2 separate regions of the Arabidopsis thaliana genome follow, and region 1 is linked to region 2. A link is a contact called in public ChIA-PET data. All regions are on one chromosome and are shown on one strand. Each heading gives the region's core, a stretch centred on a gene start, on an enhancer-like site or on the middle of the called end of the contact. The rest is flanking DNA. Distances are from core to core; before and after follow the strand shown.

Evidence for each region. ChIA-PET counts read pairs in DNA pulled down with a chosen protein or histone mark.
Region 1: an H3K4me3 ChIA-PET map of shoot shows a contact between it and region 2, with 11 read pairs. The contact joins the promoter of AT2G07850 here to the promoter of AT2G22790 in region 2. A contact is called at or near these places in 3 of 26 Hi-C or Micro-C datasets (root, rosette leaf and seedling) and 1 of 2 datasets of contacts at active chromatin or transcription factors (shoot).

The regions. Positions count from the first base shown.
Region 1 is chr2:9,729,129-9,735,250 of TAIR10.1, reverse strand. It overlaps AT2G07850 (a long non-coding RNA gene), which reads right to left and starts at 2,778. Exons shown (of 1, transcript NR_140236.1): 1 at 1,923-2,778. GRF1 (general regulatory factor 1) reads right to left here. Exons shown (of 4, transcript NM_127849.4): 1 at 6,083-6,122; 2 at 5,707-5,919; 3 at 5,089-5,461; 4 at 3,950-4,788. The coding sequence ends at 4,110. bZIP6 (basic leucine-zipper 6) reads left to right here and starts at 1,851. Exons shown (of 2, transcript NM_001202651.1): 1 at 1,851-2,675; 2 at 3,617-3,972. The coding sequence starts at 1,967. The coding sequence ends at 2,650.
Region 2 is chr2:9,690,966-9,697,193 of TAIR10.1, reverse strand. AT2G22790 reads right to left here and starts at 1,362. Exons shown (of 1, transcript NM_127844.2): 1 at 67-1,362. The coding sequence starts at 1,262. The coding sequence ends at 285. It overlaps PMDH1 (peroxisomal NAD-malate dehydrogenase 1), which reads left to right and starts at 5,040. Exons shown (of 9, transcript NM_127843.5): 1 at 5,040-5,336; 2 at 5,438-5,653; 3 at 5,889-6,203. The coding sequence starts at 5,271. It overlaps AT2G22795, which reads left to right. Exons shown (of 2, transcript NM_179701.2): 2 at 1-63.

The DNA.
Region 1 (6,122 bases), core at 1,529-4,028, 37 kb before region 2:
TTATAAAAGGTTGTATACATACATATGTTATAACGAAATTGTGAGGACATATTTTTAAGATCTACTAAAAAGTTACTTTTAATTTCTTTGGAGAATGTTGTTTTTGTTGGATTTGAAAGACTTATAGACTCAACCCAGAGATTTTAGTGAATGGTGAACCAAAATCTGACCAAGAGTTTTCTTCGAGTGAGAACCATGTGTGTGTATTTATTCAGTTTAGTTTACATAGGATCTTTCAATTAGAGAAAAATTATTTATATAAAATTATTTTATCTAGGTTGGAAGACCAATTTTAAACCAAATAATAAAGTTATTAACATTTTCAGTGCCACTTTTATATTTTCTTTATTTTAGCGAAGATTTTGCGTCAATGTACGATTTTAAAATAAAGATGGACATCTCTAATTCATCAAAATGACACAAGAAAAAATATTTAGCATTAGAGCATGAAAATCAAATCAAATCATGAACTGATGATATCATTTATTTCAGTCTTTCTTATTTTTTGTTTTATTTTTGCCTATTAGCTAGCCTAATGCCAGTTTTATCTCCCTACATCCAAATTCGAGCCCACGCAAGTTTCTGAACAAGATTTACACGATTTGATATTTCAATAACAAATTGGGCTAGACAATAGTAAATCTTGATGCGTTAAAAAATACGTAGAATCACCTACTTATATTCTATAATAGCAACAATATATATATTTAATAAAAGAGAAGTTGTGATTATTAAAACTAAAAAGATAATGTGGGAAGCATTTGAATGATACATCTTTATGCGATTAAAGTTTGATTTAACATGCTACCAAACCATATAATAAAAGTTTTCTAAATATATTTCTGCTTTACTACTTTTGAAGATTTGGCATGTGGCCGTTGCTATAGTTTTTCTCTTCTTTATTATCTTCTTATTTCGAATAAACTAACTAACCGAAAATTTAGAGCACAAAAATGTATTTAAAAATCATTAATTTGTTGTTGGACGTATTATTCATTGATAAGATTATTTTTTCTTTTATTTATTTGTTAGATAAATAAGATTCTCTTTCGTTCTTAAATAGCTTTTCGTTAAACATAAATATTTTGTTTAATTCCAATTAATTTTGAAATTACTTTATCACGATTGATAAAAAACACACAAAAAATAACATATTGAGAAAATATATCAGTATTCGGTATTTATTTTTAGTTTGGTAGTTACACCAGGTACCAACTAATATATAGATTCTCTAAGTACCTTTCAAATACTAAAATCATATAAACAACTTACTCAAACATTTTGTGGAAAAGAAAAAAACATTTTTGATACGAACCAATATGAAATAAAAAGCTGGATTTAGTTAAAATCAGATAAATTTTGATTGAAATAAAAACCAAAAACGAACGTTGTGATTGAATTTTATGTTAGTTGTTTCATGTCCAACCACTAATTACACCAACTACACATATAAATCAATCGACCAACGACACCATATTCATTTTTTTGAGCCTCAAATTTATTTTATTTATTTGAACTTCTCTCTTTTTCTTTGTTCTGTTGTAAATCTAGATTTGAATACAATGGCGACAAATTAGATGAATGGACAATGCATGTGTTAAATATGGACTGTTTCTTCATCACTAAGCTATAACAAACATTTGGTTTAACAATTTTAATCACTTTTTTATTTTCAGAAAGTGACCTTAAACGAGTCCTATTGGCTATTGGTGTCCCACAAAATATTTTTCTACTTTCATATAAATCATAAAAGTTGGGTCTTGAAAAATAATACCAACCCCACATAGTGCCACATGACTCAAAAGTCGTTATACGTATAAAATACGGTCATACATAGTATTTCAAAAATTACCAAAATACCCTTACCAATTTTCCTTTAAATTCCAGTCTCCTTCAAATCAATGCTTCCCTTTTCTCCTTCTCTTCTCTCTCTTCTCTCTAATTAAACAATTTTAAACCGGTCATTATGATGTCTACTGTACCGGCCTTTACCTTTACTGAACCGGGTTTGGTTAACCAATTATCGGATTTCCAGACCGGATTCACTCCTTGGGAATTGAACTGCTCCGATCTCTTCTCTACAATCCATCTCGAACCGGTCGTACCGAGTCCTTGTTCTGGTGAATCCGATGCCGGTTCTGTCAAAATTAACACCGATTTTAACGGTTTTGACGAATCGTGTATCGGTTCCATCAAAACTAACTCCGGTTCTGATGATTCCAACCTTTTCCACGGCGTACCGAGTCCTCAATCCGACGAATTGGACTCAAAAAACACGAAAATCCGAAGTAACGCCACGAATCATAACCGGAACAAATTGAACCGGTCGGTTTTGCAGGTGACTGACGACCGTAAACGCAAACGGATGGAATCAAACCGAGAATCAGCGAAGCGGTCGAGGATGCGTAAACAAAGACACATTGATAATTTAAAAGACGAAGCAAATCGTCTCGGTTTAGAAAACCGGGAACTCGCAAACCGGCTTCGAATTGTTTTGTACAACATCGCATTAATGTGTACGGACAACAATCAGCTTTTGTCGGAACAAGAGATTCTCAGACGGAGATTCTTGGAGATGAGGCAGATTTTGATTTTCAGACAGCTTCAGCTGAATCCATCATTGATCATCAATCATCATCATATGATTTGAAAGAAAAAAAAATAGAAAAAAAAAAGTTTAGAACGGAAAAAAAAAATTAGATAAAAGCGAAGTATTTTTATTTCTGTGTCTCTTTTGATCACTCTTATGTGTAAATGAGAATATGAGTGTTACTTTAGATGATGGACTTCGTTTTTTTTTTGCTGTTGTTTCGTACTTGGGCCTCTCTAATCATATTTATCAAGGCCCATTAGTGAGTGGGCTAAAAGATATAAGCCTAATCAACTACTCTTGTTGACGACTACCACCCTATCATGTATTTAAAACCTTCTGCATCAAGTTGGAGTCGTCGGCTTTGAGGGTTGGAATGAAACCTCTACGTCAACCAGAGTCTTTCACAGACTTCCCAATTCCCATGTTCAGCTTGTTTCCTCTTTGATTCCTTCTTATTCCTCAAGTAGACAGACCGCAAGATTCTTCCTACAAGCCTTTTTTTTATCAAGTACGTAGACGGAATTAAGTATAGTTAGAAAAATATATGCAAATTTGAATAACGTATTATTTGTTTAAAATATATGCAAAACTATTAACCATTAACCATTAACCATTAACCATTTTGGGAAAAGATTGTTAATGATCTAACACTAAATTTATCATATGAAAGCAACAAGGTTATGTACTCCAAACTATATCTAATACTGTACTCTTGAGTCTTGAAGCATCTTGCATCTAGTGAAGATATTTATTCGGTAAGAATTGTCGTGTCTAGTGCAAGTGGAAGTGTCTGGATCGTCCCACACATGCCACGTGTTAGAATAAAATCTCCAAAAATTACACAAAAAAATCCAAATTAAAAACGTTATGGACCATCCATACATTGAGAGATTGGTCCTCCTCCACTCTTTATAATCAATTTCATTTTTTCTTGAAGAAAAACAAAAACAGGAATAAGTGAAAGGTAGGGTTAGAGAGAGAAGAGCAAAAAGTAGTTACAGGGACCCAAAAGTGGAGAAACAGAACCCAAAAAAAAAAAAAAAAAAACTAAAGTTGGAGACAGTTGTTTTGAAGAAGTGTTCTATGTCCAATCCACAAACAATGTTGCCTCTTGTCTGCAACTAGGAAACCTCTCGTCAAAATCTCTCAAGGATCACAAATTTTGTGACACTAACACTTGGTTTTAATTTTGTGGTTAGTGAAAAAAGTAAAAATTTGTATATTTTTCAGTTTTAGAACATTGTGTACATAGACTTCTTAAAACCAGGGATTTAGCTCAACGGCTATAAGAGGAACAATAAAATCAAGAATTTGATGATTGAGAACAAATAAGAGGAAAAACAAAGAACAAAGATTATGAAGAAAAAAACACACATCTCTCCTTTAGTTTCTTCTTGCTTTATATAGAAAGAAAACAGCAACAGAAACAACAATGCATCAAGTAAGAAAAACCAGAAACAGAGAAAAACAGAGTGTTTTTGTTTTCGCAATTGTCCTTAGTTTTTTTTTTTCAGTTTCACAGAGAAGGAGCAGTAGCAGAAGTATTCATCAGCGTGGTCGGGCCAAGCGGATCTTTTCCATCACCGTTCTTATTGTTGTTATCGCCAATGATGGTGCTGCTTGCCGAGCTGCTGTTAGAAAGAGAACCAAATGTCGACTTTTGCAAGACGCCTGTTGGAGAGGAACCAAACTTGGGACTATTGGTCGTGCTGTTTAGTACCTCGCCGAGTGGACCTCCCATGGAGTTGTTATTACCCCAGGAGATTGGTATCCAGTTATTCGTCTTTTTCCCGGGGTCAAGAAACTCGGTGTTGACGCCTAATCCCATGTGGATCGCGGGGTCAAACTCACGCGATAACCTTAAAGGTGAGAGTGCAAGTTTATCTTGAACAGGGGAAGATGGAGCCATAGGGATTGACATTGAGAGCTGAGTCCAATCCGATTTCAGCTCTTCGGGCCAAGAATCGACATTGTTGTGATTCCCCGCGTGCTTGGCTTGGTTGCCGAAGTCAAGATACGATCCAAAGCCTTTGGAAGAGGTTGCATACGAGGCTTGTTTATGCGACGGATTAAGTAACGAATCAGAAGAGATGAGTCCGAATTCAAAGGGATTATTGCTTTGTTTCGGATGAGTTTCCTTCGACTGTAAGTTCATCGTGGCAGGAAAAACCGAAGCCCCTCGAGAATTTTGAACTCTGCAATGCAACAAACAACCATTAAGATTTCTTGTTAATTTGTTACATCATTGAATCATCAAGAAAAGGAGAGTAAACAGTTCATTAAAGCAAAAAAATCCAAATATATGGAATCCTAAGCCTCATATTAATAAGGAGTGGTCACAATCATAAAAGATGTAGTAATAATGAATTGGTGGGTCTACTACTTACTCATAGGGCAAAGAAGTATTTAAAAGTTGAAAAAGGTATGAACATTAAAAACTTAAGAATATGCAGATAAGTTATATCAAAAAGGCAAGAGATGTTAAACGTTTTCACCTGTTAGCCAAAGAATCTGTAGATTGATTATTGGTATGATGTTGTGTTCCAACAGCAGCGGCAAGGCTATTGTTATTATCTGATCCACGCATCGCAACAGCTGAAGTCCCCGCTGCCGCTTTGGACACAGCAGCAGCGGTAGAAGCGGCAGCAGCAGAAGCAGCGGCGGCAGCATTAGTATTGTGGCCATTTTGGCCTTCCACAGGCTTTCTTGAACGATGGCGGCCTCTGTTAATATGTCGTTCACAGTACTTTTGATCGGGAACAGCGTCCCTCGAGCACCGCCATTTCTTTCCATCTGTCCGGCGACATCTCCCTGGCTCGGGATCCATGTTACCACCGGAAAAGCCCAGATGAAAAGAGCCCCATCCAACTTCATAATCACACAAAACAAAAAAATCTCTCAAGATCTCATAAAAACACCATTCCCCTAACAAAGCAAGAATCTTTAATAAACCCACCACCAATCCATACAAGATTCAATGTTCCAAAGGACTATACACTAAAAAAGATAGTATAAAGTTAATTCTTGGCTAATGTATTGGAGATAAAAGGAATCAAAACTATTGATCAATAATCTCAAATCTTTGAAAACAAAAGATAAGGAAGAGAACTTACAAGAATTAGGAGGCAAGGAACCATAAGGGAAAAAAGATTTCTTGAGAGAGAGAAGTAAACTAGATGGAACAGGGACATTGGCTGTGATATACTTATAGATCAACGCCTGTTGCTCTAGCTCTGCCCACTGAGTCAATGAAAAAGGTCCTTTTACTCCTGTCAACAAGTTTCCATGCATGTTGCTTGTGTTCATCATTCCTCCTAAACCATATCCTGACACCACAACAAAACCAATATTCCAAAATCAAGACTTCACTAAATCAAACTCTAATCAAAACCCATTTCTGTAATCTAACTCTAAGCAAAAGCCATATACTGATTTTCAAGAAAGTAAAAAAAAAAAGCAGAGTACTTTAGTTGTTTTTACAGTTCAGACCTGAGTTTCTACAGTACTGAAGATAAGGTGAGACATCTGA
Region 2 (6,228 bases), core at 113-2,612:
AAATTCTTGAAACTTCATTATCTCATGAAAATAAAGATTTTTGTTAAACAACTTCTGCTTTAAGATCGATAACATTGCAGCATATAATATAGCCAAAAAAATATTCAAAAATCCAGAATTTTTACTAGTATATGATAGAAAAAGATTTATGATAATCATACTCAATATCAATCTCCTAAATCCACGAAACAAAATGTCATGAAAAAAAAGTATCGAGAAAATAATTTTCATCTAACACAATTTACCAATTTACAAGAACTATAATATCCCAACTAGATGAATATTTAGCTCATCAAACGATCATAAAGCAACAAATGCCTCAACGTCGTTACTTCGCCTTTCTGATGATCCTCGTCCTCTGTACACGTGTCTCTATCTCTTTCGTTCATTCCCTCATCGCCAAACGCGTACACCACATCCCGCGATTGCGTTTGCGTTTGCTGCTGGATACACGTGTTTTGATCTACGCTGTCCATCATCATCATATCGCGAACATCATCTTCCGTCCATCCTGCTTCCCTCAGCTTCCAAAACGCGTCGTCCAAACACGCCGTTAACCCCTCAAAACCTAACGCGCTCCACCAATCGCGCGTGTAATCACGCGCCACCACAAATCTCCATCCCTCCGCCACATCGCTCCAAAACTCCACTCTCCGTGGTCGTCTCCTTCGTCGTCGATCCTCCGTCGGCGTTTCTGATCGACCGATTCCCTTGAGAAATCCGACTACGTCGCAACTCAATTCCCTAACTCCGTCGCCGTCGATTTGGAAAACTGGATTTCCCGCCAAATTTGGCGTCGTCGAAGGGACGTAAAAATCGCCGTATACAGGGACGAGTACCGGAGCGATCTCAATCAATTTCTTCACGAGTGACAAAGCCTCCGCGTCATTTCCGGGTCGGATCCCCCAAGAATCGACCCAGAATCCATTTCTGACGACGTGTTGAGACAGATTAAGAAGAGGGAGAAGAAGATTATTCCGGTTCGACCCGGTTCGCCAATTGGGAAAATTGGTACCAACCGGAAGACCGGTTTGGAGAATCGAACGGAGATCAAGAGGGAAAGAGAAACCATGAGAGGATTCAACGGCTGAGATCTCTTGATTGGTAAGCCCAGGTGAAACGTGGTTACCGGTTTGAGATTTGAAATGGTTAACAATGGTTTTGTAGTAAACCGGAGACGAAGGGTTCACGGAGGAGGAACGAATTGGATCTGTAGTAATGTGGCCAAGTGGGCTAATTATTCCGGCGAGACGATGATTCATCTTTGGCTTCTTAGTATTATAGTTTTAGCTAAAACTGGTCAAAAGAGATTATTAATAATATATAGTGGAGAATCAAATCAATTTCTTGATATGATTTACGAACCAATTTTGGAAATTATATGAAACGAGTTTAGAAAGTTACGTAATAATGGAAACATTGCGAATTTTTAATATTACGTTGAAGTGGATAAAAGGAAATTAAAATCGTGTAGACTATTACTTTACTAGCTAGGTTTTAATTTAAAATTACACTTCTGAATATTACAGCAAATGTTTTTAAAAAAATTTAGCTGTAAATTCACATTTAAAAGATTTTTTTGTGTGCACATTTAAAAGATTTATAAAATATATATTTTACTATATAAACTAAAATCTATTGTGAGATTTATCAGTTAGCCCATGAAACTAGTTTTACTGGTGTAGCTTTTTCAACATATTGATGTAAGAATCTGAAAGTTGAATATTTGGAAAGCAATCCTAGTGAAATGTAACAATTAAGGAAGTACTCAAATGACTATAGATTTTGAAAAATCTTGGACTAAAATCAATAGATTAATTACATTTCATAAACTAATGTCAAGCAATGTGAGTCAATCAATTACGCATATTGACTCACATATTTTGGTATTTCGTTCAACTTTTGTATTAATTAAAAAATCTCACATTGTGGAGCTAATCTGTAAAGAAAAGGTAAACCTGCCATTCTTTCATGCTAATATTTTTTGTAAGAGAATTCTCAAAAAAAATTGTTTAAAGATAAAGCTAATACAATAAAGATTAGATATCAAAGATAAGATTTAAAACTCTACCAAAAAAAAAAAAAGATAAGATTTAAAAATAATTTACATGTCAATGAACTCGATCTTGCCATTTACCAAAAACAAAATTGTTATTAATTTTATAAATGCTCATAATTTTTTAATAAAATGATATAAAGATATTAGAGTTGAATCTAAATAAATAGTTTTTCATAAAAATATTTTGAGTATTTCAAACAAAAAATACAATTGTTTTGATGGTAAAACTAAGTTCGTATTTCGCTTTAAGAATATAGAATGATGAAAAACCTTTTGTGTTTCAAAATACTGATTAGGTAGGATTTTAGACAGACGATTAACTTTTAATATTTTTAAGACAGGCGATTAAAAGTTAATCTTCCTTTTTGGATTTTATTTGATTATTTTAGTTGAGAGATTCGATCTGTTTAGCTTTTGGTATCCAAAATATATGTCATTGAAAACAGAATGTGTCGGTTTTGAGTATCATGGGTTGGTTTTGTCTTATGTTTATCTGTGATTTCGCATTTGCAGCAGAAATGGGGATATGCCCCGTATAATTAAAGACCTTGATTGTCTCTTGATTAGATAGAAAGTAAAATTCATTGGAAAATAATTGTTTGGATCGGTCAGTATAATGTCAAAATGTGTAACAAACGACCAGCTCAATAAAAAAAGGTTGAGGTAATTTTGAAATATTTCTGTAATGTCATTAGAATATTCTCGGATGTATAAAATCAATGACAAACATTAAATATATGACGTTAAGATGGAGAAAACCGAGAAAGATTTTGTAGGTTTATTATTTGTTTCAATTATAAACGAATCGCCTCAACCTTTTTTATATTATGACGTTAAAACCCCCGTAAATATTATCATAAAAGCCCTCAATATGATCAAAGTACATGCACTTCAATTTTAAGAGACATGGATGATGGATCTTACGGTGTTATAGCTAGAGTTGGCTTATATTCTTAAATAGAACTATACATCGTTTTTTTTTGTTTCTTCAACAGTAAATGATAAAATAGGTACCCAACATGACAATTGGCTAGCCAAAACTGAGTAATATTATACATGTCAGATACTCGGTTTTAGGATATAACAAGCAAAGAACTTTAAAAGAAAAGAGATGAGAGTTTATCTACCAACATCAAGAACGAAGGCCATTCCTACATAAACCTCGTCTAAGAAACTATATATGAACAAATTGTATTTAAATCGTAGGAAGAAACTATATGGCTCTAGATATTTGACTATCCCAAATTTAGAGATTTTACTCATGAGTGCAAAAACGAGACATCTACTAAGATTGGGCAAATTTACTTGTTACCTGGCTTTTACCTCCTTTTCGGCTCGTATCCGAATTGAAACTCAAGTACCCGGTACAAAATATGTCAAGATAAAACAATAAATTAATATGTGAATAAGAGTGTGTTAAATAAAGTTATGGTTATGAGTGGGTCGAATAAAATTGTGGTTGTAAAATATCTTAAAAAATACTATAAGTTATATTTTCTAAGCTTTGTACTGTAAATGCCTAAGCTTAGTGTTAGAACCAAGTTAAGTGAATAAGAAAGAATTTGAAAGAGTCTATGAGTGTGACTGGTTTGTATACCATGTAAAAGAAAAGAAAAAAAAGAGAAGAAACGAGAAGAAAAAAGTAGAAGAAAATTGTATACCATGTATTTATGAGAGGAAATTTTTAGTTGTTTTTACTGAAAGTAAAAAAAATTGAGAAGAATATTGTTGGTGAACAAATTATTCTTGATTGGAAAAATGACAAAGAGTAATTGAGAAGATTTATTTTTTCCCAATTTTTTCCCTCTTCTATTTTTTTTTTTTTTTTTTTTGAAGTAGCTTATAAGCCCATTAAAAATGTTAGCTTGTGGCCCAACATATTTAAGGGCCGTCCTGAACATAATGCACATAATTTGATTGTAGCTAAGCAGTAAAAGATTTTAACAAAATTGTTTTAGAATAAAATTATAAGTTTAAAAGGTATTGTTTGACTTGAACTGTACCGGAATTTATACCGGAAATGTCGTACCGTCCTGAACATAATGCACATAATTTGACTGTAGCTAAGCTGTAAAAGATTTTAACAAAATTGTTTTAGAATAAAATTATAAGTTTAAAAGGTATGGTTTGACTTGAACTGTACCGGAATTTATACCGGAAATATCGTACCGTTCTGAACATAATGCACATAATTTGACTGTAGCTAAGCAGTAAAAGATTTTAACAAAATTGTTTTAGAATAAAATTATAAGTTTAAAAGGTATGGTTTGACTTGAACTGTACCGGAATTTATACCGGAAATGTCGTACCGTCCTGAACATAATGCATATAATTTGATTGTAGCTAAGCTGTAAAAGATTTTAACAAAATTGTTTTAGAATAAAATTATAAGTTTAAAAGGTATGGTTTGACTTGAACTGTACCGGAATTTATACCGGAAATGTCGTACCGTCCTGAACATAATGCACATAATTTGACTGTAGCTAAGCTGTAAAAGATTTTAACAAAATTGTTTTAGAATAAAATTATAAGTTTAAAAGGTATGGTTTGACTTAAACTGTACCGGAATTTATACCGGAAATATCGTACCGTTCTGAACATAATGCACATAATTTGACTGTAGCTAAGCAGTAAAAGATTTTAACAAAATTGTTTTAGAATAAAATTATAAGTTTAAAAGGTATGGTTTGACTTGAACTGTACCGGAATTTATACCGGAAATGTCGTACCGTCCTGAACATAATGCACATAATTTGACTGTAGCTAAGCTGTAAAAGATTTTAACAAAATTGTTTTAGAATAAAATTATAAGTTTAAAAGGTATGGTTTGACTTGAACTGTACTGGAATTTATACCGGAAATATCGTACCGTTCTGAACATAATGCACATAATTTGACTGTAGTTAAGCAGTAAAAGATTTTAACAAAATTGTTTTAAAATAAAATTATAAGTTTAAAAGGTATGGTTTGACTTGAACTGTACCGGAATTTATACCGGAAATGTCGTACCGTCTTCCACACTTCGGAGAAACGACAGATAAGCTCTCTCTGTTCTCTTGCCACACTTCCCAATACATGGATCCATTTTGACGTCATCTTTATCACTATCTCTCTATTATATAAATCTCTTCGTACCCTTTTACCGATTCTTCACCGTGATCGCTTAATCAGACCTCAATTTCGTTGTTAAAGAACAAAGCTTTAAGCAGCCATGGATCCAAACCAACGTATCGCGAGAATCTCTGCTCATCTCAATCCTCCTAATCTTCATAATCAGGTTCAAATTTCGTTGAATTCTCTGATTCTTAAACCAATTTGGTGATCGAAGTTTGATTCTTTTTTTTTTGGGTTGATCTGATTTCGATGATTTGGATTTAGATTGCTGACGGGTCAGGTTTGAATCGGGTGGCTTGTCGGGCAAAAGGTGGATCACCCGGATTCAAAGTGGCGATACTTGGAGCAGCTGGTGGAATTGGACAACCTCTTGCGATGTTGATGAAGATGAATCCTTTGGTTTCGGTTCTTCATCTCTATGATGTTGCTAATGCTCCTGGTGTTACTGCTGATATTAGTCATATGGATACTAGTGCCGTTGTAAGTTCTAAATTCTCCGGTTTTCGATTCCAAAATTACTACTTTAGATGTTTTAGAGCTAATAAAATTGATCAATAGTGATGATTGTTGTTGTTGAAATAGAGAAATGAGCTTAAAGATCATATACATGAGCTTAAAAACTAGTACTTTAGATGTTGTAGAGCACTAGTGATGATTGTTGTTGTTAAGATCATATAGAGATTGTTGTGAATGTTTTTGGAAAACTTTGTTTTAGGTTCGTGGATTTCTCGGGCAGCCGCAGTTAGAGGAAGCACTTACGGGTATGGATTTAGTGATCATACCTGCTGGTGTTCCGAGGAAACCAGGGATGACGAGGGATGATCTGTTTAACATTAATGCTGGGATTGTGAGGACACTCTCTGAAGCTATAGCTAAATGTTGTCCTAAAGCAATTGTGAATATAATCAGTAATCCGGTGAACTCCACGGTGCCAATCGCAGCTGAGGTTTTCAAGAAAGCTGGAACCTTTGATCCAAAGAAACTCATGGGTGTCACTATGCTTGATGTTGTTAGAGCTAATACCTTTGTGGTATGCACTCATTATTTGGTCTTAG